Linked DNA regions of Sus scrofa: region 2 is linked to region 1. Evidence: chromatin contacts called from public promoter capture Hi-C data. All regions are on one chromosome and are shown on one strand. Each heading gives the region's core, a stretch centred on a gene start, on an enhancer-like site or on the middle of the called end of the contact. The rest is flanking DNA. Distances are from core to core; before and after follow the strand shown. Region 1 holds the start of DDX17 (probable ATP-dependent RNA helicase DDX17). Region 2 holds the start of EIF3L (eukaryotic translation initiation factor 3 subunit L).

The links. Promoter capture Hi-C pulls out the DNA fragments that hold promoters and counts their contacts.
Region 2: a contact with region 1 is called in a promoter capture Hi-C map of liver, with 2.8 times the contacts expected there. The contact joins the promoter of EIF3L here to the promoter of DDX17 in region 1. A contact is called at or near these places in 1 of 5 promoter capture datasets (liver) and 1 of 2 datasets of contacts at active chromatin or transcription factors (skeletal muscle).

Annotation. Positions count from the first base shown.
Region 1 is chr5:9,482,843-9,490,327 of Sscrofa11.1, forward strand. DDX17 (probable ATP-dependent RNA helicase DDX17) reads left to right here and starts at 2,950. Exons shown (of 13, transcript XM_021091487.1): 1 at 2,950-3,236; 2 at 5,969-6,119; 3 at 7,358-7,457. The coding sequence starts at 2,950. LOC110260646 (a long non-coding RNA gene) reads right to left here and starts at 2,810. Exons shown (of 3, transcript XR_002343895.1): 1 at 2,660-2,810.
Region 2 is chr5:9,992,788-10,000,272 of Sscrofa11.1, forward strand. EIF3L (eukaryotic translation initiation factor 3 subunit L) reads right to left here and starts at 3,278. Exons shown (of 13, transcript NM_001244086.1): 1 at 3,174-3,278; 2 at 2,586-2,634; 3 at 934-1,144. The coding sequence starts at 3,206.

The sequences.
Region 1 (7,485 bases), core at 1,700-4,199:
ACTGTACTAGTTTCCTAATCAATCTGTAGGCTTCTGTCCTGGCTCACTCTCAATTTATTCTCTAGACTGCAGTGATAGGGTTCCTTTTATTATGTCACTCTGCTTAGAACCTTCTAGAGATTTCCATTTTACTGAAAGGAAAAAAACAAAGTCCTTAAACTGGCCTACAAATCCTTCATAATCTGGCCCTCTCCTATCTGGCTTCCTTGCTCTATCTACTCCAGCCACATTCTGCCTCAGGGACTTCGTACCTGCTTTTTCCTGTTAGTAAGCCTGCTTCTTCCACTTTAGGGCTCTGCTCAAATGTCCTTTGGTCAGGAAGGCCTTCCCAGGACATTCTCTGTAAAATACTGTCACAAATACACTCCCCTCCCCCTCAGGCACACACTATCCCTTTACTGTTTTTAATTTTTATTTCAATTAGTAACTGCCTGACATAAACATTTGTTGAAATAACAATTTAAAAAACACATTTATGGAGTTTCCGTTGTGGCTCAGTGGTTAACGTATCCGGACTAGGAACCATGAGGTTGAGGGTTTGATCCCCTGCCTTGCTCTGTGGGTTAAGGATCTGGCGTTGCCGTGAGCTGTGATGTAGGTTGCAGACACGGCTCAGATCCTGCGTTGCTGTGGCTCTGGCATAGGCCGGCGGCTATGGCTCCCATTCGACCCCTAGCCTGGGAACCTCCATATGCCACAGGAGCGGCCCAAGAAATGCAAAAAAGACAACAAAAGCAAAAAAAACCCCCACATAAGGGAACCCTCCCGCACTGTTGGTGGGAATGTAAACTGGTACAGCCACTATGGAGAACAGTTTGGAGATACCTTAGAAATCTATACATAGAACTTCCATATGACCCTGCCATCCCACTCTTGGGCATATATCCGGACAAAACTCTACTCAAAAGAGACACGTGCACCCGCATGTTCATTGCAGCACTATTCACAATAGCCAGGACATGGAAACAATCCAAATGTCCATCGACAGATGATTGGATTCGGAAGATGTGGTATACATATACACAATGGAATACTACTCAGCCATAAAAAAGAATGATGACATAATGCCATTTGCAGCAACATGGATGGAACTAGAGACTCTCACACTGAGTGAAATGAGCCAGAAAGACAAAGACAAATACCATATGATATCACTTATAACTGGAATCTAATATCCAGCACAAATGAACATCTCCTCAGAAAAGAAAATCATGGACTTGGAGAAGAGACTTGTGGTTGCCTGATGGGAGGGGGAGGGAGTGGGAGGGATCGGGAGCTTGCGCTTATTAGACACAACTTAGATTTACCAGGAGATCCTGATGAATAGCATTGAGAACTTTGTCTAGATACTAATGTTGCAACAGAACAAAGGATGGGGAAAAAAAATGTAATGTATACATGTAAGGATAACTTGACCCCCTTGCTGTACAGTGGGAAAATAAAAAAAAGAAACTTAAAAAAAAAAAAAAACCACCCACATTTATTATCTCCCCACTAGCGTAATCTCCACAGATGTAGGTACTTATTGCTTGTTCACAGCTGTGCCAAAGTGCTTAGCACAATGCTTGGATCATTAGGCCTTCAACCCTTGTCCAAAGAATCGGGGATTGTCCATCCTGTCTATGGGCTGACAGACATCTGCTCAGCCTGTCATGACGCTCCTTTCCCTATGCTACTTTTCTAGTAATTTAGGAAACAGCAGGGCCAGAGTAGGAGACACCACTGGGCCCCCACAGTGAGAGACCTCAAACTTCTTCCCTTTTATCCATTTATAGAAATAGAAGAGACTCAAGAGCTGCTCACCAGGGGTCCTAGCAACTGGACAATTCTGAGACGTTGCCTGGCCAAGCTTTTAAGACTTTAAAAGTGCAGTTGAAGGAAGAAGGAAGCAGGGAGGGAGGGAGAAAAAAGTCAGTTTAGAAGGAACTGAGAAATGAGGGCAGCCTAACCTAGTTAAAAACATGTGCTTACGCCTTCACCTTTTCAGCGTCTGAAGACCACCGCTTTTAAGCCTTTTGTCTCCGGAGAGCGCTAAGGGCCTGGCACGAGGCGGTGCCATGTAATGGCGGCCGAGACGCTTCAGCGTCTACCTTAAGAGAGGCTCCACCCACATTTTGGCTCTTTGTTAGCCAATTGTGCTCAACCGAGGGCAGTGCAAATATTCTGTTCAGAAAATGCACTCCGGTGTGAACGAAGCGTAGCAGAGAGAGATCCAACTTAACAGGGACCTCGCCGCCTGACTAATCCCCCAAAGAACGGACAAGCCGCATCCATCATGGCCGCCGGCAACAGCGCAGCGAGGCAACGGAAAAGAAATGGCGCCCGGCCGCGCGGCCAGTCTCGCCAGGCCCAGGGCAGCGGGGCCAGAGGGCGGGAAGGGCCGTCTAGGAGCGCTAGCCAGGGGCCCTGACCACACTTCTGGGCTTTTGGCACCTGGAGACCCTGAAACTTGAAGCCTGCAATATGGAGGACAGTTATTGTCTCTGCAGAGCAACTTGCACAAGCAGGCCCGGGTTCCGTCCCGTGTCGGAACCCGGCAAAATCCTCTATTCTCCAAACAGAATGCGTTACGCACACTGCGCATCTTCGCAATAGTGGGCCGGCTAACGACGCAAAGAATGTTACGTCGCACCGGAGGCTCTCCCCCTCCACTCCCTACCTCTAGTTCTGGCTCAGGTGGCGCGAGAACTCTACTCCCTTTCCGTACTTTGTTTTTCTGCTACCGACCGCAAAACGCATCCATCTCCGCAACTGACGTAAAATCTTCCAAGAATACCCACAGTACTCCGCGAAGCCCTCTGGCTCTTCCGAGGCGCTGTTTACGTATCGTCTCCGACGTACGTAGCGTTAAGCTGGAGCAGTCTCAGCGCCGGCCGCCATTTTGTGCAGTCGCTGGGAAGGAGGGAGACGCCTAAACCGCGGCACTGCCGGGTTTGAGCGTAGCCAAACCTACCCGCTGCTTTCATAACCCCGATTCTCTGTGTTTTGCTCCCGTCTCCGACGAGAGAGGCGGCGACGGTGGCGTCTGCGACGGGAGACAGCGCGTCGGAGCGAGAGAGCGCCGCGCCTGCCGCCGCCCCAACAGCGGAGGCGCCGCCGCCATCGGTCGTCACCAGACCGGAGCCGCAGGCCCTCCCGAGCCCGGCCATCCGTGCCCCGCTCCCAGATCTCTATCCATTTGGGACCATGCGCGGAGGCGGCTTTGGGGACCGGGACCGGGATCGTGACCGTGGAGGGTAAGCGGGAGTTGGAGGAGAGGAAAGGCCTTGTGTGCGCGGGGGGTGGGGAGGGGGTTGTCTCCTGAGGAGACCGCCGCCTGCGGTCGAGCGGAAGACTTTTGAGCTGATCGCAGGCCTGGGAGCCACGCTCCCAACTCTGGGAGGCGAGGCAACCCGGGACATAATAGCGGTTTAAAGCGTGGGCCCGACCCTGGGCCCCGGGGTGACCTGGCAGGGGGGGCGGCGGCTCGGCGACGCCCCAGCCCCTGCTCCTGTACGGTCGTCGTGGCGCGGCCTGGCCGCCGCAGACCCAGCCCAGGCCTCCCTGGTTTCTCGGTTTCGAGCCCTGCCGATTTAGGCAGGTCATTCGATCTCTCCAGGCCTCAGTGTTCATCCGTGAAACTCGGATGTTCTTGCTGAGAGAAGAGGATGAGGTCTCCGAGTGCAGCCTAGGCAAATCTTTTAACACGAAATGGCTTCCGTGTTACTGCGATTGGAAACTTGGTTTGAAACCAGAGACTAAGAGGCTGACTTGTAGCGTTTAAAGTATTTTAAAATTGCCTTTAGTCGTTTTTTAAAATAATTCGAAGGAAGCACATTGGAATGCAAAATGGTGGAATTATTTGCCATCTTCATGGTCGTGTTTGGGGAGGGAGTTTTGTTTGGCAGTTATTAAAGTTTTTTTTTTTTTTTTTTTTTTTTAATGTTTCGGCCTTTTCCCCCTCTAATTGGACTGAAGCATTAACTTCTCGCCCTAGCTTGAGAGCTTTTGATGTATAAATGCCACGGTTACTAGGTTGGAAGTTAACAGGATTAAACCTGGAGTCCTCCCAGATACTGAGATTCAAATCTTAAAGCCCCTGTTTAAAAAGTTGCTTAAGAGGTCCGTGTGTATTTGGGCTGTTTACTTTTTTGTAATTAAAGTTTTATCTCTGGATAAAAAGTTTATGGGACCCAGTCACCTCTTAATATGTATGTGTGTGTGACCTTGGGCAGGATCCTGAACCTTTGTGAGTCTGTTTTCTCTTCTGAAGATGGAGGTGGTAACTGCCTTTACTTCGCATTGTTCTCAATTGAAATACCATGCGATGGTCCCTGTAGTAGGCATTCTGTTAATGCTGTTTTCTCCAAACGTTTTTGTTTTTTGTGGTTCAGATAACACAAGTACCAGACCTGCTAGTCATAAGCTCCTTAATTACCACTTCATTTACTAAATAAAAAGGGTTGTTTTGATTTATACCTTGTTAGGAAAGAAAATACTTGATTTTAGTATTAAGTTCGGAGGGCTGTAGATGGAATGTTCGCTTAGTGTTTCTCAGTATAGCTAAACCGAAGTGAATTTCAGTAAACCGCTTAGGAAAAAGAACTTAATATTAACCTAGTAAAATGAAAATAACCCCAAACTCTTCTCATAAGGTTTATACCCCAGACTTTTAGGTCTAGAGAAGTCTTGGTGCATGTACCCGGTATCCATGTTTGTAACAGCATTGTCCATGAGAGAATATTAGAAACAGCTTAAATGACTGGTTAAATAGACGGTGTTCTTACAGTAGAATACAATACAGCGGTGAAAAAGAAAAACTTGCATTCACAAACCTAAAATAAAGTTAAAAAGGCAAGTTATGCTAAAAGAGTAACGCGAGGGTACTCACAGATAAAACAAGGGAATGGTTAAAATTTCAGGTGGTATTTATTATGATGGGAATTGTAAACTTGAAATAGGCACATGGAGGGTACCGAGGTACTGGTAATACTGTTTCTTTACCATGGGTGTTTGGTTTAATATTTTACTGTATATATGTTTTAATAATAAAAATTCATTATTTGGAAAGAGCAGAAAGTAAATTACTGATCCATACTTAGTTTAACCCATATTGACCCAAAGTTTCAGGTGACACTAAGAAAAAAGACGAAAAATAAATTAAAAAACTCATTCATAAGGTCTTTGCTCTGACTTTACTTCTACTATGAAATTTCCTTTGTTATTTCAGTTGCTCTTGTTCTTAACTTAAACAGACCTGACATGGCATCTTCTAGGAGCTACATCAATTTATATAACTAGGCAGCCAATGTCTGAAAATTGGTTGTTAGTCATTTTTATTCTTTGCAAGACTGACAGTCTAAAGACTTGGCTTTTTATTGTAGAGTACCTTATTTAGAATTGTGCTCCTTAATTTGCAAGTGAGGAGGAAGGGTCTATCCCTGTAGTCTTAGGTCTGTAGAGTCTTAAACCTGAAGGCATATAGAAGATTTTGATCAGCAGTAGTATAAATGGAATCACCCAAGTTCCGCATTTTGAAGGTAAATGTTTAATAGTCCCAGTAAAACCAGTCTTTGTATGTTTGTATTTAGAGAAATGTTTAGGTTGGTTTTTAAGCCAAAGATTAGCAGGCAAAAGGAGTATTCATCACAGAATAAAGGGGTGAGGAGTTCAAGAAGCTGTTCATTTTCGGGTAACTTGCTTGACCTTTTTCTACCTGTCCACAATTTTGCCTTAATTACTACATGAGAGTAGAGACTTCTGTTTACATTAGTATCTCTGGCACAACTTAAAACAGTACATGATACACAGTAACTATTGGTTGAATGAATAAAATTATGTTAGCTTGTATGAGTGTTTACTATGCCAGGTACTGTTGTAATCACTTTACACACAAGCCTTTTTTGGTCGGGGCTGGTAGTATCTTAAGAATCCCATCTTTGCATGTTTTTATGGTACCTAAGGTATTTTGCTGTTTTGTTGTTTCTAGATTTGGAGCAAGAGGTGGTGGCGGCCTTCCCCCAAAGAAATTTGGTAATCCTGGGGAGCGTTTACGTAAAAAGAAGTGGGATTTGAGTGAGCTCCCTAAGTTTGAGAAGAATTTTTATGTTGAACATCCAGAAGTGGCAAGGTTGACTCCGGTAAGCTTTGGGGAGGGGGTTATTTATTTACCTTTTTTTCATATGTAATAATAAACCTAGTAGATATATTAGCCAGAGTTTACTCATATACAGCTGTTGCTGTTACATGGTGGCCTTTTTAATGGCCACACCTGCAGCATGTGGAAGTTCCTAGGCTAGGTGTCAGATGAGAGCTGCATTTGTGACCTTTGCTGTAGCTTGTGGCAATGTTAGATCCTTAACCCCCAGAGTGAGGACAGGGATCAAACCCACATCCTCAGAGACAGCATGGGGTTCTTAACCCTCTGAGCCTTGATGGGAACTCCACTGTTAACATGTTTTATTCTAGTGTGGTACTTTGGTTCTTGTTAAGATTGCTGATGGTCATAAGGGAAACCAGTAAGACCCAGTTACTTGGTTCTCATTTGTTATATTTCTCAATCAGTTTATTATGTGATTTTTAACTGTATGCATGTAGTATCATGCATTTTCATCTATGAAGTAAATTTAAATAAATTAAAAATACTATTTTTTATTCCTGTTTGTGTTTTTAATCTCATGATTGTTTTGGGTTCTACCCATGACATGGTGACTTGTTCAGAAAACAGTGTAAGGCGGAGTCTCCTTGTGCATTGGGTTAAGGATCCTGCTTTGTCACCGCAGTGGCTCAGGCTCAGTCCCTGGCCTGGGAACTTCCACATGCCACAGAAAATGTTCCATAGTTTTTTCCCTCTTCCCATTTCTTGCCTTGGGCAATTTACTCATCTCCTGAGTAACTCTTCTCACATGGAAAATGAAGCGTGTTGTTTTTTTTTTTTTTCCCAAAGGGCCATGCCCTTGGCATATGGAAGTTCCCAGGCTAAGTAAGGGTCAAATTGGAGCTACAGCTGCTGGCCTCTGCCACAGCAACTCAGGATCTGAACCATGTCTGACCTACACCACAGCTCACAGCAACACTGGCTCCCCAACCCACTGAGCGAGGCCAGGATTGAACCCGCATCCTTGTGGGTGCTGGTTGGATTCATTTCCACTGGGCCACAGCGGGAACTCCGAAAATGAAACTCCTATTACCTGCTTCATTGACTCACAAAGTTGGATGAAGTTGAACATACACAAAACATATGCTATAAGAAGTTTACTACATTTATTTTCCATTGTAATTGTGAATTTGATGATAGTTGTTCTGTGTTGGACTATAAAGTTTTGCATGTTTAGAATAACTTGTTTTATGATTTGTCCTACTTTGTTTTCATACATAGTATGAGGTTGATGAACTACGCCGAAAGAAAGAGATTACAGTGAGAGGGGGCGATGTTTGTCCTAAACCTGTGTTTGCCTTCCATCATGCTAACTTCCCACGTAAGTGTTTTTTCAGTCCAGGGTCCTA
Region 2 (7,485 bases), core at 2,028-4,527, 510 kb after region 1:
ACACCACAGCTCACGGCAACACTGGATCCCTAACCCACTGAGTGAGGCCAGGGATCAAACCCACAACCTCATGGTTCCCAGTCGGATTCGTTTCTGCTTTGCCATGACAGGAACTCCTCTGCCAACTTTTCTTATTAAAATACTTCTTTCACATCAGTGAGGCACCCGCCAAACTCTGCGGGATTATCTCCTGCCTCTCCGTCAGGAACTCTAGTCCTGTATCACTGCCTATGATTCTCTAGTTTGAGAGCCACTTCTGAGCCACCCTGCCCCTCCCTTAACTTTCCACCTCCCTTTCCAGCCCCAGAGCACGTGCCTCCTCGCCCTTCTCCAAATACAGAAGCAGAGAGTCTGATGCCACAAGAGCCCTAGAGCATCCAACCCAGACACGGCTGCCCAAGATGCTCATCACCCCGTTTCCTTGGTGAAGCCGTTTCCTGACTCTCTAACACTGAGTATACAAGGGCAGGCCCCTCAGTACCAGAAGCGACCACTCAGGGCTCACGCTGTTTCGCACTGAGAAGTTGTAGGGCACAGTTTAGTGAAATCGGGCTCTGGCGACAGACAGTCTGTGCAGCTCGGCACTCAGCACGTGCACTTAGGCTTTGTCACTTAGCCTTTCTGTGCTGCTTCCTCACCTGAAAGATGAGGAAAACAATAGAACCTACTTCATGGGGTTACTGCGAAGGGCACACACTGATCATACATCTAGTTGCTATTTTAATTATAATCGACAGTGGTGTTATTATTTTAGGCCTTGTAAGTTCTGGGGATAAACTCTACAAAATAACATGTCCCTAGCCCCAAAGAATCAAAGAAACCCCTTGGGCGCGCTCTTTACAGAGAGAATGACAAAACATTACCCCTCTTCGGGGACCGCTTTATCCAGCCAGTCCCACCCAGTAGGAGGTCATTTCGGCAGGTGGCCCATACCTGTTCTCATAGATGTCCTGGATCTCATACACCTTTTGGTCAATGACATCGCTGGACACGCGACTGGCCTGTAGTTCATACACCTTCTGGTCAATCAAGTCCGACACAGTTTTGTGGAAATACTGGATGAAGTTTTTGATCACCTCGGGAATCACCTGATAGGTCTGCTGCTCATACTGACGTTCATAAGCCAGATCCTGCTTCGGATCGCCTAGAGGTGGGATATGACATCTCAAATCCACATGTGTAACAAAAGGGCAAGGCCTCCCACCCCCTAAACTAAAGTCTATACAATTGGGTATTATTCCTTTTGTGGGGAGGGGGGGAGGCATGCAGAAGTTCCCACAGCAATCCAGTGACCAGAGCCACAGCAGTGGCATCAGATCCTTAACCCGCTGAGCCACAAGGGAACTCCCATTCCCTTTTAAACACCCAGAAATATAAATTCTCTTTATGTCACTCTCAATCGCCACTGGCCTGTTTCTTTCATTTTGTTTTGTTTTGTCTTTTTGCCGTTTCTTGGGCCGCTCCCATGGCATATGGAGGTTCCCAGGCTAGGGGTCGAATTGGAGCTATAGCCGCCAGTCTACCCAGAGCCACAGCAATGCGGGATCCGAGCTGCGTCTGCGACCTACACCACAGCTCATGGCAAAGCCGGATCGTTAACCCACTGAGCAAGGGCAGGGATCAAACCCGCAACCTCATGGTTCCTAGTCGGATTCGCTAACCACTGCGCCACAACGGGAACTCCCTGGCCTGTTTCTTCAGAACCTTTCCTGCTACCTAAAGTTACTTATTTACTTATTGTTTCCCCCACTAGAACCTCAACCCTATAGGAGCAAGAACCTTGTCTGTCTTGTACCCAGGTGTATGAGACAGGTGCCTCTAGACGAGAAAGAGTTCTCCGTGCGTGTGGGAGGTAGGGGGAAAACTGTGAAAAGAAGGAATTTAGTAGTAGGCACTTGATTTTTTTGAGCGAATGACTGCTGTTTTCTACATATATGACTTGATGCAAGTAACTAAATTTCTCTGTGCTGTTTTTTCACCTAGAAAATGGAAACATTAATTTATGTATTTATAGAACTGCTGTAAGGACTAAATGAAATACTTCACACAAAGTATCCAGGACAACACACGGCACGTACAAAGGGCTAAGTCAAACCAAGTCATCGTAACAACCCAGGAAACCTCAAAAACCTTCCAAAAAGGTTTCATCTGGACTTGGTTTGAATCACTTTTAACTTTTCACAAGATGTCTTCTTCTGGAATTTCCCTGCGGTGCAGTGGATTAAGGATCTGATGTTGTCACTGCAGTAGCTCAGGTCGATGCTGTGGTGAGGGTTCAGTTTCTGGCCCAGTAATCCCCACGTGCCACAGGGGCAGCCCCCCCCCCAAAAGGCTTTTTTCTTCAGCTAATAGTTTAAACAGCTGAGACAGTAATCCTTCCCTTCTGAGACTTTGAGATGGACCATGAAAAAGGCCTGGTTTAATAGGCTATATACCACCCTCCCTTTGAGAGTTAGTAACTTGACTCCAAACCTGGACTATCAAGACGTAGTCTTAAACAGGTGCCCGGCAAAGCTGTTCTGAGACATTCAAAAGGGTGCCAATCCCTAGAAGTACCCAGCTAGCCAGACAAACTGTAGACTCACCTGTGTGCATATCATAGTCGCCCGGGTAAGCATAGGGATCATAAGCAGTCTGTTAACGAAAGAGACAAACAAGACCGTCACCAATTCGTGAATCCAAAATGCTCCTCCTGGGTTCTAAGGATACAAAGGGGGTAAGACGCAGTCCCTGCCTTGGAGGAACTCACATCCCTATGAGAAAAGGGAGAATAAACAGACAACGACAATACCGCGTTGCAGCTGCAATGAGATACAGCAAAGCACAGAAGCTGTGGGAATCGACGAGGTTTGGCAGGACTAAGGCCAGGGCCTAAGAAATCAGAGTTCAATTACAGAAACACAGAACCCTATGACCAGCCTCCGTTCTTGGGCTTCGGAAAGAAAAGGAAAAGAAAACGAGACACGCGAGGTGGGCGGGCTGAGACCAGGCTGATGAGGAGCCGGGAGGGTAGGGTGGCAGCAGTGAGAGCAGTGCTGGCAGAGAGGCCGGCTGGGGCTGGTCGCGGCCCACGGGGGCTCCTAGAGACCCAGACACTGTCCCCCCGCGGGGCCCAACACCCAAAGAGCCCTGTCCATGTTGCGGCGCCCAGAACACGCCTAGGGGCAGCTTACCTCCGACTCATAATCATCAGCGGGATAAGACATGGCTGCGGCGCTCCGAGGCCCAGGAGGAAAGAGCGGAAAAAGCGCACCTCGCCTGCGTCTGGACGCCGGAAGTCCAGCCCATCTCGAGTTGGCTGGGAAACCAGAAGCTCTTCCGGGGCCTTCGGCAACCTGAGGCAGCCATGCTGGGAAGGGCGAATGAGATTAAACACATTATTCCTCTATCTTCAAATAGAGACTCTACAAAGAAGATGACTCAATAGTACTTGAAAACATTCAGAAATAAGGACATGAAATATTTCAGCGTAATAAAGGTTGGGCAAAGTAAGAGAAGCTACAAAATGATGCCACACAAAAGATGGCTGACAGCTCCCGCGGGCGGACCTCTCGCGTGAAGGGAAATTCCGACATGGGGTGGGGGGGGGCTGAATGTGGATTTAGGTGTTAAGCGAGTTGCCTGTAGCGAAAAATGTCTTCAAACGTTTCGACCTCAACAATATAAAGTTACTGGATGTAAAAGTTGAGACTTGGGCGTTGAGAGGGCGTTGAGAAAAGGCGCTTCCCAACTTTGGACATTAAGGTTGCAACAGGCAAAGGTGAAGCCAGCTGCGGTGTGAGGCCGTTGTCGTGGGACCTACCCACGCTTACAGCATGAACTCTCACGCTGTGGGTGGAGTTGGACTCCTGGGGATGACCTAGAGTTAGGGACCGGGTTGTAAAACAAAGCGATACAAGCCAATATGTGGGTCCAGAGCCTTAGGTTAGCCATTTAGAATGGCAATGCCTGGCCCCAGCTTCTCATGTCGCATTTTTGCTTTGAGTTTACTCCTTTGTCTGTAAACCGAGCGGTGATACCATCGTAGGACTAAGCTAAAAGGCTCATGGAGTCCCCGGGACTCTTCGTTGGCTCAAGGAGAGTGCTAATATAGTTACAGGGTTTTTGTGAAATTTGCAAAAGTAATATTTCTACTGCAATTCCTTAGAACCGTTTTCTATTTCAATTTCTCCTGTCACACTTAACCCCTGTGTCTAGTGGCGTTTGGGATTTCAGAGACATTCCTACTGGGAACATTTGAGTTTAGTAAGATATGCTTATGTGATACTCTTCTGGGAATAGTTACTGCCTTCAGTGTATAAGATACAGCTACCACGGGCTGTGGATCAATGGGTGTCTTCAATGAAATATGTATTTAAGGTTAATCAGGGCACTAGAAAGGTTGAAATTAACTGAAAACTTACAGTTAATATAGGAAAAAAGTTTGATACTGGTTGCCCTCAACTTTGACAACTCTCAAAATGTTCATGGCATTACTAAAAAAAGAATTGTGAAGTCAGGAGGAATTTTTCCAAATTATCAATAATAAAATTTTGTGGGAATATAAATTGGTGCAACCACTGTGGAAAACAGTATGAAGATTCCTCAGAAAGCTAAATATAGAATTACCATTTGATCCAGCAATCCACTCCTGGGCATCTATCCAGAGAAAACCATGACTTGAAAAGATACATGAACTCCAATGTTCACTGCAGCACTATATACCATAGCCAAGACATGGAAGCAGCCTAAATATCCATGGACAGAGGAGTGGATAAAGAAGACGTGGTACATATACACAATGGAATATTACTCAGCTGTTAAAAGTAAAGAAATAATGGCATTTGAAGTAACATAGATGGACCTAGAAATTGTCATGCTAAGGGAAGTTAGACAGTGAGACACCAACACCGTATGCTATCACTTACACGTAGAATCTGAAAAAAGGACACAATGGGAGATCCCATCCTGACACAGCTGTGTAGGCCAGCATCTACAGCTCGGATTAGACCCCTAGCCTGGGAATCTCCATATGCTGTGGCACAGCCCTAAAAAGGACAAAAAATAAAAAATAAAAAAAGGACACAATGAACTTCTTTGCAGAACAGATACCGACTCACAGACTTTGAAAACTTACGTTTTCCAAATGAGACAGGTTGGGGGGTGGGGGGATATGCTGAGGATTTGGGATGGAAATGCTATAAAATTGGGTTGTAATGGTCATTGTACAACTATAAATGTAATAAAATTCATTGAGCAATAAAAAATTTGGAGTTCCCGTCGTGGCTCAGCGGTTAACCAACCCTGAGGTCTCGGGTTTGATCCCTGGCCTTACTCAGTGGGTTAAGGATCTGATGTTGCTGTGAGCTGTGGTGTAGGTTGCAGATGTGGCTCAGATCCAGCGTTGCTGCGGCTATGGCATAGGCCGGCGGCTGTAGCTCCAATTTGACCCTTAGCCTGGGAACTTCCCAGGCTAAGGGCTGTGGATGTGGCCCTAAAAAGACATAAATAAATAAATCACTTGATCTATGCTAAAGGAAAGACTAAATTTTCTTTCCATTCTCATTGAGGAAGATGATACAAAATTGTTGTTATATTAAGAGGTAGTCAGAGTTTATCCAACCTAAAAAAGAAAAAAATACGGTGATGTTTCAGAAAATTAATAAATGTACTTCTGGATTTCGTGATGTTTGCACTGTCAGCTTTTTAAGATTGCATGAGTTCCCTTGTGGTGCAGTATGTAAAGGATACATCGTTGTTCCTGCTGTGGCTCAGGTAGCTGCTGTGGCTCGGGTTCCATCCCTGACCAGGGAACTTCCACCTGCAGCAGGCGTGGCCAGAAAAGAAAAAAGAAAAATTACAAATTGCAATTTGTAATTGCAAGATTTCTCCCACAGTGAGTTAATGATTTCTTGTTCTAAATATTTTCCTTCCTAACCTAGTTTTGGTTTTGCAATTTTCTGTTCTTTATTCTTCATATAAGCTTCAGTTACCAGAAACATGGATCCCTTGTTTACACCCATCTACCATGTATTTTATTTGTTTATTTAGGACTTTCCACCTTTTCCAGAATGAGTAACCTAACTTAGAGAATAGTGAAGACTCTGAAAGGACCTTCTTCTCTGGCTACTCTTTCTTACTTTCCTTTGTTTTTTATTTTGTTGTCCCCCCTCCCCCCCCTTTTTTGGCTGCCCGGTGGCACATCTTATGGAATTCCTGGGCCAGGGATCAGATTGAAACCACGGTTGCAACCTTGGAGGCAGCAGCAGCAATGCTGCATCCTTTCACCCACTGTGTGGGGCCGGGGATCAAGCCTGCATCCTGGCATTGCAGAGATGCTGCTGATCCTGTTGCATCACAGCAGGGACTCTACTTTCCTCTGTGGATTCCTCCTCATCTCTCCAATCACTAAATAGTGGACTGGCCTCCTCCCAGGCCTTGGTCCTTGGCTCTCTTTGTTTACCTTCTCTCGCTGGGGGGCTTATCCAGTCCAATAGGTTTCAACATCGTCCATATGCTCTTGACTCCCGAACTTTCTATCTGCATCCCAGACCCCACCATGAAGTGGGCTAACGGCCTACGTGAGTACCTGGATGTCTACTCGGCGCCTCGTACTTAACTCTTCCAAACCAAGCCTCTGATTTTCTGCCTCAGCCTTGTTCCTCTCCCACTTCTCCCCATCTTAGCTAAGGGCAATGCCATTGTTTCAGCCGCTCAGGTCAAAAGCTCAGAACCACCCTTAACTCGAGTCTTTCTCAGTCCACACAGTCAGTACCATCTGCCTTTGGTTGGCTCTACCTTCAAAATATTCCCACACTCACTTCTCACCACCTTGCCTCTATCATTCCATCTAAGCCACCATCATCCCATTTCCACCATAGTAGCTTCCTCACCCTTCCTGCTTCCTATTCTCCCTATTTGTAGAATTGCATTTGAATGGAAACTTAGGACATTGCCTGGCAGCTCGTTAAGTCTGCTTAGAAATCCAACTTTGACCTGAAAGCAGCTGGAGCCCCCTGCTAGACTAGGGAATGTCTGATCACAGGCTCTTTGATTCTGCCAGGCTCCCTTGTTCATGGAAAACCAGTACTTCAAAGGGAAAGAAACTGTGAGCAGAACAAAGCTCCTGGAATAATTTTACCTGGGAGAGTTGTGGAGAGGCTCTAGCAGCTGGAAAGCTATTGATTTCACTTGACCTTCTTCTGCTTGGGGTTTGAGGCAGGAAGTTCTGACTCAGAAAAGCCATTAGTTAGGGTTTACAGTCGTCCTGGGCCTTCGGCTGTGCTCACTTCACGTCTCACTCCCCAAGAATCTTCAGTCTGTTTGTAGTTCACTTACTGTTTTGTTTGTTTCCCTCTCCTGAGATGAGATGACCTCAGAAGTCCCTGCCCGCTGCCCTCTGCTGCAGGAGTAGGGAGGCCTTCAGGGGCCAGTAGCCGAGTCTTTTTTTTTCCCCCTTCTTCGCTTTTTAGGGCTGCACCTGCGGCATATGGACGTTCCCAGGCT